Linked DNA regions of Zea mays: region 2 is linked to region 1. Evidence: chromatin contacts called from public Hi-C data. All regions are on one chromosome and are shown on one strand. The core of a region is the stretch at or near the end of the contact, and the rest is flanking DNA. Distances in the headings are between cores, read along the strand shown.

Region 1 (5,071 bases), core at 1,439-3,938:
GCATGGTCATAAGCGGGCCGGCAGTAATTGCAGCAATAGGCGCGCGGAAGCAGCGATCCAACCACCAGACAGACTCTGGTCCCACCTGCAGGCTCGCATCCTCCCCTAAGGCGGGACCGGGGGCCACTGTCGGTACCCTGAATCAGGGGTACCCTCTCCTACAGCATAAAGGCATCACACCCATGCGATGTCTCCTGGCCGCGTGGAGGACCGCGCCTAACTCCACCGGATGGGCGGGCCAAAGGGCGCCACGTGGCGAGGAAAGGCACCATGCTCAGTAAGACCGGACCCCCACAGAGGGTCACCGGGCCCCTATATACATACAGGTCCGGAGCCCCCAGGTAGGTCCGAACCCCGGCAGGGTTCCGGAACGAGAAGGACCTTAGGGTATGCAGGGGTCCGGTGCTGACACATGTGCAGGCCTTGCTCTCCGCTCCCCACGCAGGCGAAGGCCCGCTGCTTGTGGCCCATGACATAAGCCATCGGGCCGAGCCTGACGTAAAGCCGTGTAGCCCCTGCATTTATTAAGGAGAGGACACGCTGCCTGCCACTGCGCTGACGGGCGACGTGCCCTCTCAGCATTTAATGTGTCCCGTCCCATCCGCTAGCAGGCGGCGTCAAGGTCATCCAGCAGGCGGCGCGCCTGCTGGGTCTGCTGGCGAACAGTGCGCCCGTGCCAAGCAGCACACTGTGTTATCCCTTCTATAAGAAGCTTCCCCTGCACGCCGAAGATACACAGATCTCGGACGATAGGACACAAGAGGATTGTCCCGGCAACAAATATTTATAGTCCCAAGTGTTATATTCTCTATGTCCCTGGGCCCACGTGTCGGGGCTCAGTACCTTTGTGCATGCCCCCTTCAGCTATAAAAGGGGAGGCATGCAACGTTATGAAGGCAGACGCAATCTCAAACTCGCCGACTCATACAAGCCCACAAGTAATACATCTCACAGTGGAGTAGGGTATTACGCTCCAGCGGCCCGAACCACTCTAAACCCTCGCGTGCTCTCGTGTGTTGATCCACCAGACTCGTAGCAAGCAAAACGCTTAGGCCCCTCCTCTCTTTAGGATTTAGGGCGGGTGCAATCCGCCACCCGGCCGGGGAGATTTCCTCTCCGACAATCCCCATTGTGCCAGAATGACAGACTATAATGATATATCTGATCGATGAAAAATCTCTGATGGATTACGATATTTGATGGACTTTTGTTATACCATCATAGATATTGCAATGGATGAACACCTGGAGCGATGTGTCATATTTAGAATATGTACTATTGCAACTATATTATCCCCTAAAGTCCTATAGAAGGACATGTTACTTGCTTTGCACAACTATGTATAAATTGCGGTGTAAGATAGAAAATTATAGCACCATAACCTCATCCATTCTCGTTATTCCAAATGAACAACGATACATATATCTTGAAGAATATGCTTGAGTTACGAGGGATAACAACTTTGACATATGTCATCGTCAGGGGGAGCGAATGCTTATATTGATCACAATCGTGAGACTATAAATGTCATATTATATGCCCTGAAAGCATCATCTTGATGATCAATATGTGAACCTTTATGGAAGTTTCTATCAAATATAAAGATCTAGTCGATCGAACACTATCAGTCAAAGTGGCTTATTTATGTTGATATGTGCACTTACCTCGTATATCCTAGAAGTGAGTAGAGGTGAAGTTCCTGATATCATCCTTGCAATAGTATGCAATCTGTTTGCTAAATCTCTATGTGCGTAAACTTCCAGAAGAAGATGTTGTGCCATATTGATACGGTTTTGCAAGTATCAGGGAGAACACATTTCTAAATTTAGCCCTTGTAGAAGATTCGATGGAATCCTGATCCAGAAGATCGAAATTTGTCCTGATGACATTTGCTGTACTCTTTTTTCTTGATGAGTTTTTCTGAAGTTTCTCACATAAGGTTTTTAATGAGGCAACAAAGTGCAAATGCAATTTGGGTCACCATGTACTATTTCTCCATATTTTTCTCACTGGGTTTTTGGGAGTTTTAAAGATGCATGTGTTGGTCGCGGTATTCGCCCAAGGGGGAGTGTAACCCTAGTTAAGGTTATATGGGCAAATACCGATTTTGCACCTGAAAGGTCTCACATCTCTATATAAGGAACATATACACACCTTCATATGATGGAGATAAGAAAGAGACCAGAGGCCCAACCCTATATCCTGTGTCTCGTGTGTTTTTCTGTCGTGCTTATGGGAAGGGAGACGAGCCTTCTACAACTTCTCGCGCCTAATCTGCTGACGGGAGGGAAGTGATCGGATCTGATGATCCGTGGTAACGTAGTTCTTAACACTAACATCCCTCTCCCCCGGCCATGCATACACATTGGTCTCGTCCATTTGTTTGTCTCAGTTCCTGTTTTCTTTTCTTCTCCTTTTGTCGGTTCTTTCTTCAACTTTTTTTGGCGGTTTTGTAAGAAAAGAGATTCAGTTAGATGGAGCCTGATGAAGAGGTGAGTGGTTCTGATATTGGTCCTGTTTTATTTTGACGGAATCCAATCAGTTTGGACCTACAAGGAGACAGGTGTACGGGGAGCAGGCCCAAACTGAAAGTTTCGATGGTTTAAATTTTTTTTTGTTTTTACAAACTGCGAAAGGGCATTTTAGCAGATGTGTATTATGGTTTGAAAAGGGCATACGAGCGAAACCCGTTAGAACGAAGCCCACGTCTGATAAGGGCAAATAAGCAAATAACTCGCCACAGACTTGTTGTCTGTCTCCCCTTGGTTCTCGGCGGCTCAAGCAGCGACAGACTCATCATCGAGTTGTCATCGATTCCTCGTGGAGGTCTTGCTCGCGGCGGAGGTAGGCGGACCTTCTTCGCTTCTTGCCCTAGGCTTCGATTTGATCACAAGTTCACAACATGGAGACAGTACTAGAGAGTTTGTTGCGCTCGCTGTTATCCTATTCTTATCCCTACTGTCACCAATCCGTAGCAGGACGGTGTTACGCTGCCGTCACTTGCGATTCATCCAACACCCTATCTCCTGCGTTGCATAGCTGATCCATGGCTACCACGCCATGGATACTTCATAGCGGGATTTGGGAACCGAACCCCCGTTTCATTATTGTTTGGGGAATCTTTTAGATCTCTTTGGATTAGTCATAGTTTCCTGAAAATCTGATTTTAGCTGTGTTTTCAAGAAAATTTACTTCATAGCTGGGTTTGGCTACACCGCTACACACCTCTAGGATTTCCAAATTCGTGCATATATTTTAAATCTATGCTCGTATATTGTAAATTCGTTGGCTGCCATCGGCAGCTCAATTTCTTTCTTTCTTCCCCTTATTGTTTATAGAGTAAAGTGCATCTTTCAAACTCCTGGTTCGAATCCAATCCGATTTTGAACTTCTTAACTACAAAAGTGGATTGGCGGCACCGTCCAACCAGGGGCAAATTTGGTACTCTAATTAGTTATGAAGGTGTTTTACTATCTGATTTGATATCTATAAATCACAATAATATTATTTTAAATCATAAAAATATGAAACTACTTCTAGTTTTTTTTCAAAAAATGATGTCAATTTGTTGTTGCCTTATGTAAACTTATTTAGATCCTATTTCTTTAATAATGGGCACAATTGCAAGTAATAAAGAAATAAGAATAGAAATAAACTACTTCCAAATAATTATATATAGATCATAAGCAAGTACATAATACTTTTAGAAAACAAACAATACTAGTTTCATAGTTTTTCGATTAAAGTTAATCAATTACGAATTTTAAGAGACCCTCTCCACTCGTGTGTTGCTTTTGTCCTCCACTCGTGTGTTGCTTAATGGCCATCCGGGGAACCTCATTTCACATCAAAGAGGTCTACGACAAGGAGACCCTCTTTCTCCGATGCTTTTTATTCTTGTCATGGATGTGCTTAGTCAGCTTTTCTCGAAAGCAGATGAAGAAGGATTGTTACAACCTCTTCTATGCGGCTGCAACATCGTATTTCTCTTTATGCTGACGATGTGGTTCCCTTCATTCATCGTGTGGCGGAGGACATCAATATGGTTTTAGACATCCTTCACCTTTTTGGAGAGTCTTCTGGGCTATACGATAATAACCAGAAATCCAATGTCTATCCCATCAATTGTCATGAGGACAATCTTGAGGTGATTCAATAGTTTTGGCCTTGTGAGTTATCTAGTTTTCCTTGCAAATATCTTGGTTTGCCCCACTCCCTACATAAATTAAGGAGGGAGCAAGCACAACCCATTGTGGACAAAATAGCTAACCAACTTCTAGGATGGAAATATGATCTGTTGACTAAAGCAGGAAGAAGTGTTTTGGTGCAATCTGTTATGACAGGGATGCTGATTTACATTGCCATGGTTGTGGATTTGCCTTCTTCAACTATGAAGGACATTGATAAAATTAGAAAATCTTCATTGAGTCGGGTTGGGCTTTGAAAATGTGTTGGGCTTGGCTGCAGAAGACTTTCTTAAGAAGATGATTAACAAGAGGACAGTTCAGGAGGCGATCAGAGATAATCTGTGGATAAACGACATTAGCGGGAGTTTATCGGTTAGAGCCCTTGCAGACTTTCTTCTCCTTTGGGACATGGTTGCTCAGGTTGAACTTCATCTAGATAAAGAGGACAGACATATTTTTCGGTTGGCTGCTAATGGCAAATATTCGACTAAGGGCTCTTTCTTGAACCCGTGCAGTTCGAGCCATATGAGATGATTTGGAAAACTTGGGCTCCACCCAAATGTCGTTTCTTCTTGTTGCTAGCTGCCCTTAAGAAATGTTGGACAACTGTCAGACTTGAAAAGCGGGGCCCTGCTCACACGGAAAGATGCTCTTTTTGTGATCATGAAAGGGAGACAATTGTTCATTTACTTGTTACTTGTGTCTTCTCCAGGGAATGTTGGTTCCTCATGCTCAGGCTATTTGGGTTGCAAGTTTTGGCACCACAACCATCTAATAGAAATTCATGTAGTGGTGGCAAAAAGTCAGTGAGCTGTTCATGGTCCTTTCAGATATGGTCTCAATTCTCTTATTGTGCTAGGTGCCTGGGTGTTGTGGAATCATAA
Region 2 (5,071 bases), core at 1,330-3,829, 220 kb before region 1:
TCTTGCTTTAATAAAATTCTAATCTACAAATTATAGCATTATTCTGACATACCATGTGTCTGGTCATAATGATTAACACACTTCTTCTCTGGGGGATATTCTGTAAATCTATTTCTCTGCTTCACCTATAATTAATTATTTTATGTGTCATTTTGATTTCATTCAACTTAATTTATGTTAGGAGCTTTCTTTTCTTTTTCTTTTGGTGACGAACATTGTATTGTTTATGTCTTTTTGTTATTACTGATCCATTGGATCAGATCTCTAGTGCCATAACATTGCCAATTTTTTAGGGCAAAGCATTATGTCCTTAGGGATGTGGCTGACGTGTCTGCATGTTGTGGATTTTGAATGAATGGCTGACTGCTTACTTGCTTGGGTGAGGGAGTATATGATGGCTTAGCCTTTAGCAGCCTGGGTGGAATTATTATATCTCGCAAAATAACGTAGCTGGATAGTCAATTAATGAGTTGTCAACAGTCTGCCTTTTTGGGATCTTCTGTTAAAAACACGGGAATTCAAATTTGGATCATTATATTTTTGTATGTTTAGTAGATGTGCTGCTAACAAAATGTATCTAATACAGGAGACTGCTGCCAAATTTGATTCTTATTGAAGGGTGAATTGGGCCGACATCTTAATACCTGACCCAACTTCTTATTTTCAGGACAGAGGAAGACGGAGACCTAGCATGGACAGTCGTCTGAAATTTGACCGTGGCAGTAACAGAGACCATGATAAAGCTGATAGAGATGGAGTCAGGTATGGTAGAGGTGACCACTCTCCAAGCCGTGATGGGCCTGATGATCAGATGTTTGATGGTTTCCGCGGACGGCCCTCGAATGCTCCTTTTGTTGCTGAATTCCCAGCTCCACCGATATTGATGCCAGTACCTGGTGCTGGGTAAGTGGAAAGGCATGCATTTCAGCATATTTCAATTGCAATTAGGGACTGCTAAGTGCTAACTACTGTGGCTGCTATTGTTTTCAGTCCCTTGGGCCCATTTGTTCCTGCACCTCCAGAGATAGCGATGCATATGCTGAGAGAGCAAGGGCCACCTCCTCCTTTTGAACCAAATGGCGCACCACATGGCAATGCTGGAATGCTTGGGCCAATGATGGGTGGCCCAGCACCGATTATAGCTATGCCTCCAAATTTCCGCCATGATCCTCGCCGCCTGAGAAGGTTTACCCCCAGTTTCAGAATCTTGTTTTCCTCATGTTTGGGTGCTCTGATGTTCATGCAATTTTGTTGCTGCGAAGGCTAATTATTCTTTTTTGGATGAACTTTAAAAAATGTCGCTGTAGTTTTTAGTGGGATTTTTTTTGGCAACAAAATGCAACTCATACCTGGCTTTGGTTGCAGTTATAACGACCTCGATGCTCCTGATGAGGAAGTCACTGTCCTTGACTACAGAAGCTTGTAGGGTCCAGCACCTCCAGATACCCGTAGTCAAGTTTCCCGTTCCCCCATTGGTGAATTGGGCTTTTTTCTCTTTATGAAGGCAAAAGATGGAAGGTTATGTTCAATTAAACCAATTTTTGGGTCACCTGTAGTCTGTTAGATTCTGTTGTAACTTGAATACTCTGTGGATGCACTGCGGTTGCTACAGTTCTTGTCCAACTTTTTTTTGACACAGTGCTGTAATAAATAGGCGTCTGTTTGGAACCTGGGTGGGGTGGTTGTAGTGAGAGATACGTACTTCGCCACCTTGTTGCAGTCTGCAATGCCCCTTGAACATTTGCTGCAATCCGTGACTTCGTCAGAAGTCAGAACGAAGACTTGGTACTGGGTGTTGAACGGTTTACAAACAATAAGGTCAAAATTCTTATCAACTCGCAATATCTGGACTCAGGTATTGGCAGTGTAGCGAAAGTGTGTAGTACCCATGAACGTGCATGATTTGTTTGTTGTAAAAAATGTAGAAAGAAAAAGCATGTGACAACAACAACAGTCTTCCAATTAAGTGTAGGCTAAAGTTAAAACTCAACAAGTGTTGTTTTTTCATTCATTTCTAACTAAAGTTTAGATACGTGGACAATTATTGCTTTACATTTATTTATTTCTACTCAAAGCTAATTCAGTAAGCGTATGCTAAAGTCAAAACTCAACAAGTATAAACTATGAGTCGAAATTCTTTGGAAGAATAAATCAAAGTTTAAATACGTGGTTAGTTGTTTTTCTTATTCATTTCTAATACGTGAATGGTTGTTGTTTTATATTTATTTCTATTTAAATCATTTTTATCTAAAACTAGATGTATATTTAGAAACAAAAAAAATCAAGTGATGCTACGATCAAATCCAAAATATAAGGGGTGTAATCAGATCAGACGTAGACGGATAATACTTGTTTCATATTTGTTTTTATATTTCTTTTTGAATTCGGATCGGATATAAATATTATTAAGTTGAGATAAAATTTAAATGAATAACATCTTAAATAGGCAACTTTAAGAATACGAATGATAAAGAGTGGATACAAAGTATCGATCGGCCTTTTTTAAATGGATCGAATTTGAATACCAAAGAATAATATCTCTACTATTTACATCCCTAAAAGTATATTTGTAATGCTATTATTTGAAAGACTGTTATTTGGCCTTCTTAACTATCTATTGCCTTGGTCTTATTTATTTGCCGGCTTTTTCTCCATTGGTTCTCGTCTGGCTAGCTAAGTCCGCACGCTTTCTTTCCTTGTTTCTCCAAGCCCCCGCCCCCTCCCCGAGCTATGATACCAACCGTACAGGCAGATATTGTAGATAGATTGCCCCTCATGTCTCGCGCGCTTGCGATTAGTGTTATCAACCCGTAGGAGCAGCAGGAGGCCAGGAGCTTATGTGCCTTCTTGTACGCTGCCATCTGTCATGTGACCAATTCGTCGAGCATCCTATAGGCATCGGGCAATGCCAAATCCTGGGCAGTTGATCCAGCGTCCTTGTTGTTTTCCTGATGAATTCGGCTGCTGGTGTTAGCTATTGAACCTCGTTCTTTCCCCTCACACACTGATGAAACCCGAAGTCTCCTGTTGCTAGTCGGACAGCGCGCGCGGCGGCTGTTTTTCTTGTTAGTTACCATCTCATGTTACCTCATCTTACTTCCGTTTCCAGCAAAAATCCATGTGATGTTTCGACTAATCTACCGTTTGTGTGCTTCAAACTGTTGCAGGGTTATCTCTTGATTCTTGGTTGGAAATATACCATACAGCAGTAAGGAGAAGTCAGCGAATATGGCAGACGCGCTGTTTGTTGTTCTCAGGAAAGTTGCCCTTTCCCTGGGAGAAGGCGCGCTGGTGAAGATTGGCACGGACGTGGTCGAGGCAGCGCCCATCTTGACAGATTTTGAGCATGGCATGCGACAAACCGAGGGCGAGCTCTTGGTCCTGCAGGCCTTTATCGGGCAGGTCCGGGCGCAGAAGGCCGGTGACAAGGCGTTCGGCGCATGGTTGGACCAGGTTAGAGATGTCGCCCATGAGGTAGAAGATATCGTTGACGAGTATGCTTACCTTACCACGCAAGCCATGGATGCAAGCAGCTTCTTCAAGAGAAAGTTCCATCAGGTGAAGAACTTTGCAGCGTGGCAGAAGCTACCGATCCGGATCAGTCAAGTGGAAGCTCGGGTCCGGAGGCTGTCCGAAATGAGGAGCCGGTATGGGATTTCGGTAGGCGAACAAGACAGGGGTAGCAAGTTACAGCAATCCAATCAGTTCTCTGCGTCAGATTTTGCTTACCTAACTGATGATTCTGAAATAGTAGGGCATGGCGAGGAAATCGAGAGACTGACACAGTGGCTGCTTGAGGAGAATCAGGACCGAACTCTGATAGCCATCTTTGGTATGGGTGGTCTAGGTAAAACTACTGTTGCAAGCAGTGTCTACAAGAACCAAAAGATCAGGAGAACTTTTGATTGCCATGCATGGGTCACGGTATCTCAGACTTACCAAGCTGAAGAGCTTCTGAGAGAAATCATGAACCAGTTAATAGAGCAGAGAGCAAGTTTGGCAAGTGGCTTCATGACCATGAGTCGCATGAGATTAGTTGAGATGATACAGAACTATTTGCGGGACAAAAAATATTTTATTGTCTTGGATGATGTATGGGATAAAGATGCTTGGTTGTTTCTGAACTATGCATTTGCCAGAAACAATTGTGGAAGTAAAGTGCTGATAACAACCCGGAGAAAAGATGTGTATTCTTTGGCAGTTCACAGTCATGTAATTGAACTTAAAACTCTTAACTATGCTGAATCATGGGAACTCTTCTGCAAAAAAGCATTTTTTGCATTGGAGGGCAACATATGCCCTAAGAATCTCACGTCTTTGGTGGAGAAAGTCGTTGATAAGTGTCAAGGATTGCCATTGGCTATCATAGCCATCGGAAGGATTCTATCATGCCATGGATTAGATGAATGGGAGTGGGCATTTTTCTACAACCAACTTAATTGGCAGTTAGCTAACAATTCAGAGCTAAGCTGGATCTCTACTGTCTTGAATCTGAGCTTGGATGATCTCCCAAGTCATCTGAGGAGCTGCTTTCTATACTGCAGCCTATTTCCTGAAGATCACTTTATTAAAAGAAAACAGATAGCCAAGTTATGGATTGCGGAAGGTCTTGTGGATGAGAGAGGGGATGGGACAACAATGGAGGAAGTTGCTGAGCATTACCTTGCAGAGCTAACTCACCGTTCTCTTCTTCAGGTCATAGAAAGAAATGCAAGCGGAAGGCCAAGAACGTTTGTTATGCATGATCTTGTGCGGGAAGTGACCTCAATAACCGCTGAAAAGGAAAAGTTCGCGGTGATACATGGCCATGTTGGTACAACCCAAGTTTCCCATGATGCGCGCCGCTTGTGCATCCAAAAAAGTGCAGATTCTCAAAACTCTTTAGCAAATTCACATCTTCGATCATTCATTTTATTTGACAATTTAGTACCGTCTTCCTGGATAAATGATGTCTCATCACGTTTCAGACTGCTGAGGGTCTTAGGCCTAAGATTTACTAATATTGAACAAATGCCGTGCGGGGTCACAGAACTGTATAACTTGCGTTATCTGGATATTTCGTACACAAAAG

What was found. Hi-C and Micro-C count contacts between places; a contact is called where the count stands out from the background.
Region 2: a Hi-C map of leaf shows a contact between it and region 1, with 4 times the contacts expected there. The contact joins the promoter of LOC100217120 here to the promoter of LOC103626401 in region 1. A contact is called at or near these places in 3 of 25 Hi-C or Micro-C datasets (ear and leaf).

What each region holds. Positions count from the first base shown.
Region 1 is chr5:57,385,480-57,390,550 of Zm-B73-REFERENCE-NAM-5.0, reverse strand. LOC103626401 (disease resistance protein RPM1) reads left to right here and starts at 2,688. Exons shown (of 4, transcript XM_008646806.3): 1 at 2,688-2,844.
Region 2 is chr5:57,606,796-57,611,866 of Zm-B73-REFERENCE-NAM-5.0, reverse strand. It overlaps LOC100217120 (disease resistance analog PIC11), which reads left to right and starts at 2,579. Exons shown (of 3, transcript NM_001359620.1): 1 at 2,579-3,065; 2 at 3,168-5,071. The coding sequence starts at 3,229. It overlaps LOC100279372 (putative SERRATE-related C2H2 zinc-finger family protein), which reads left to right. Exons shown (of 12, transcript NM_001152388.1): 10 at 668-903; 11 at 991-1,185; 12 at 1,366-1,712. The coding sequence ends at 1,426.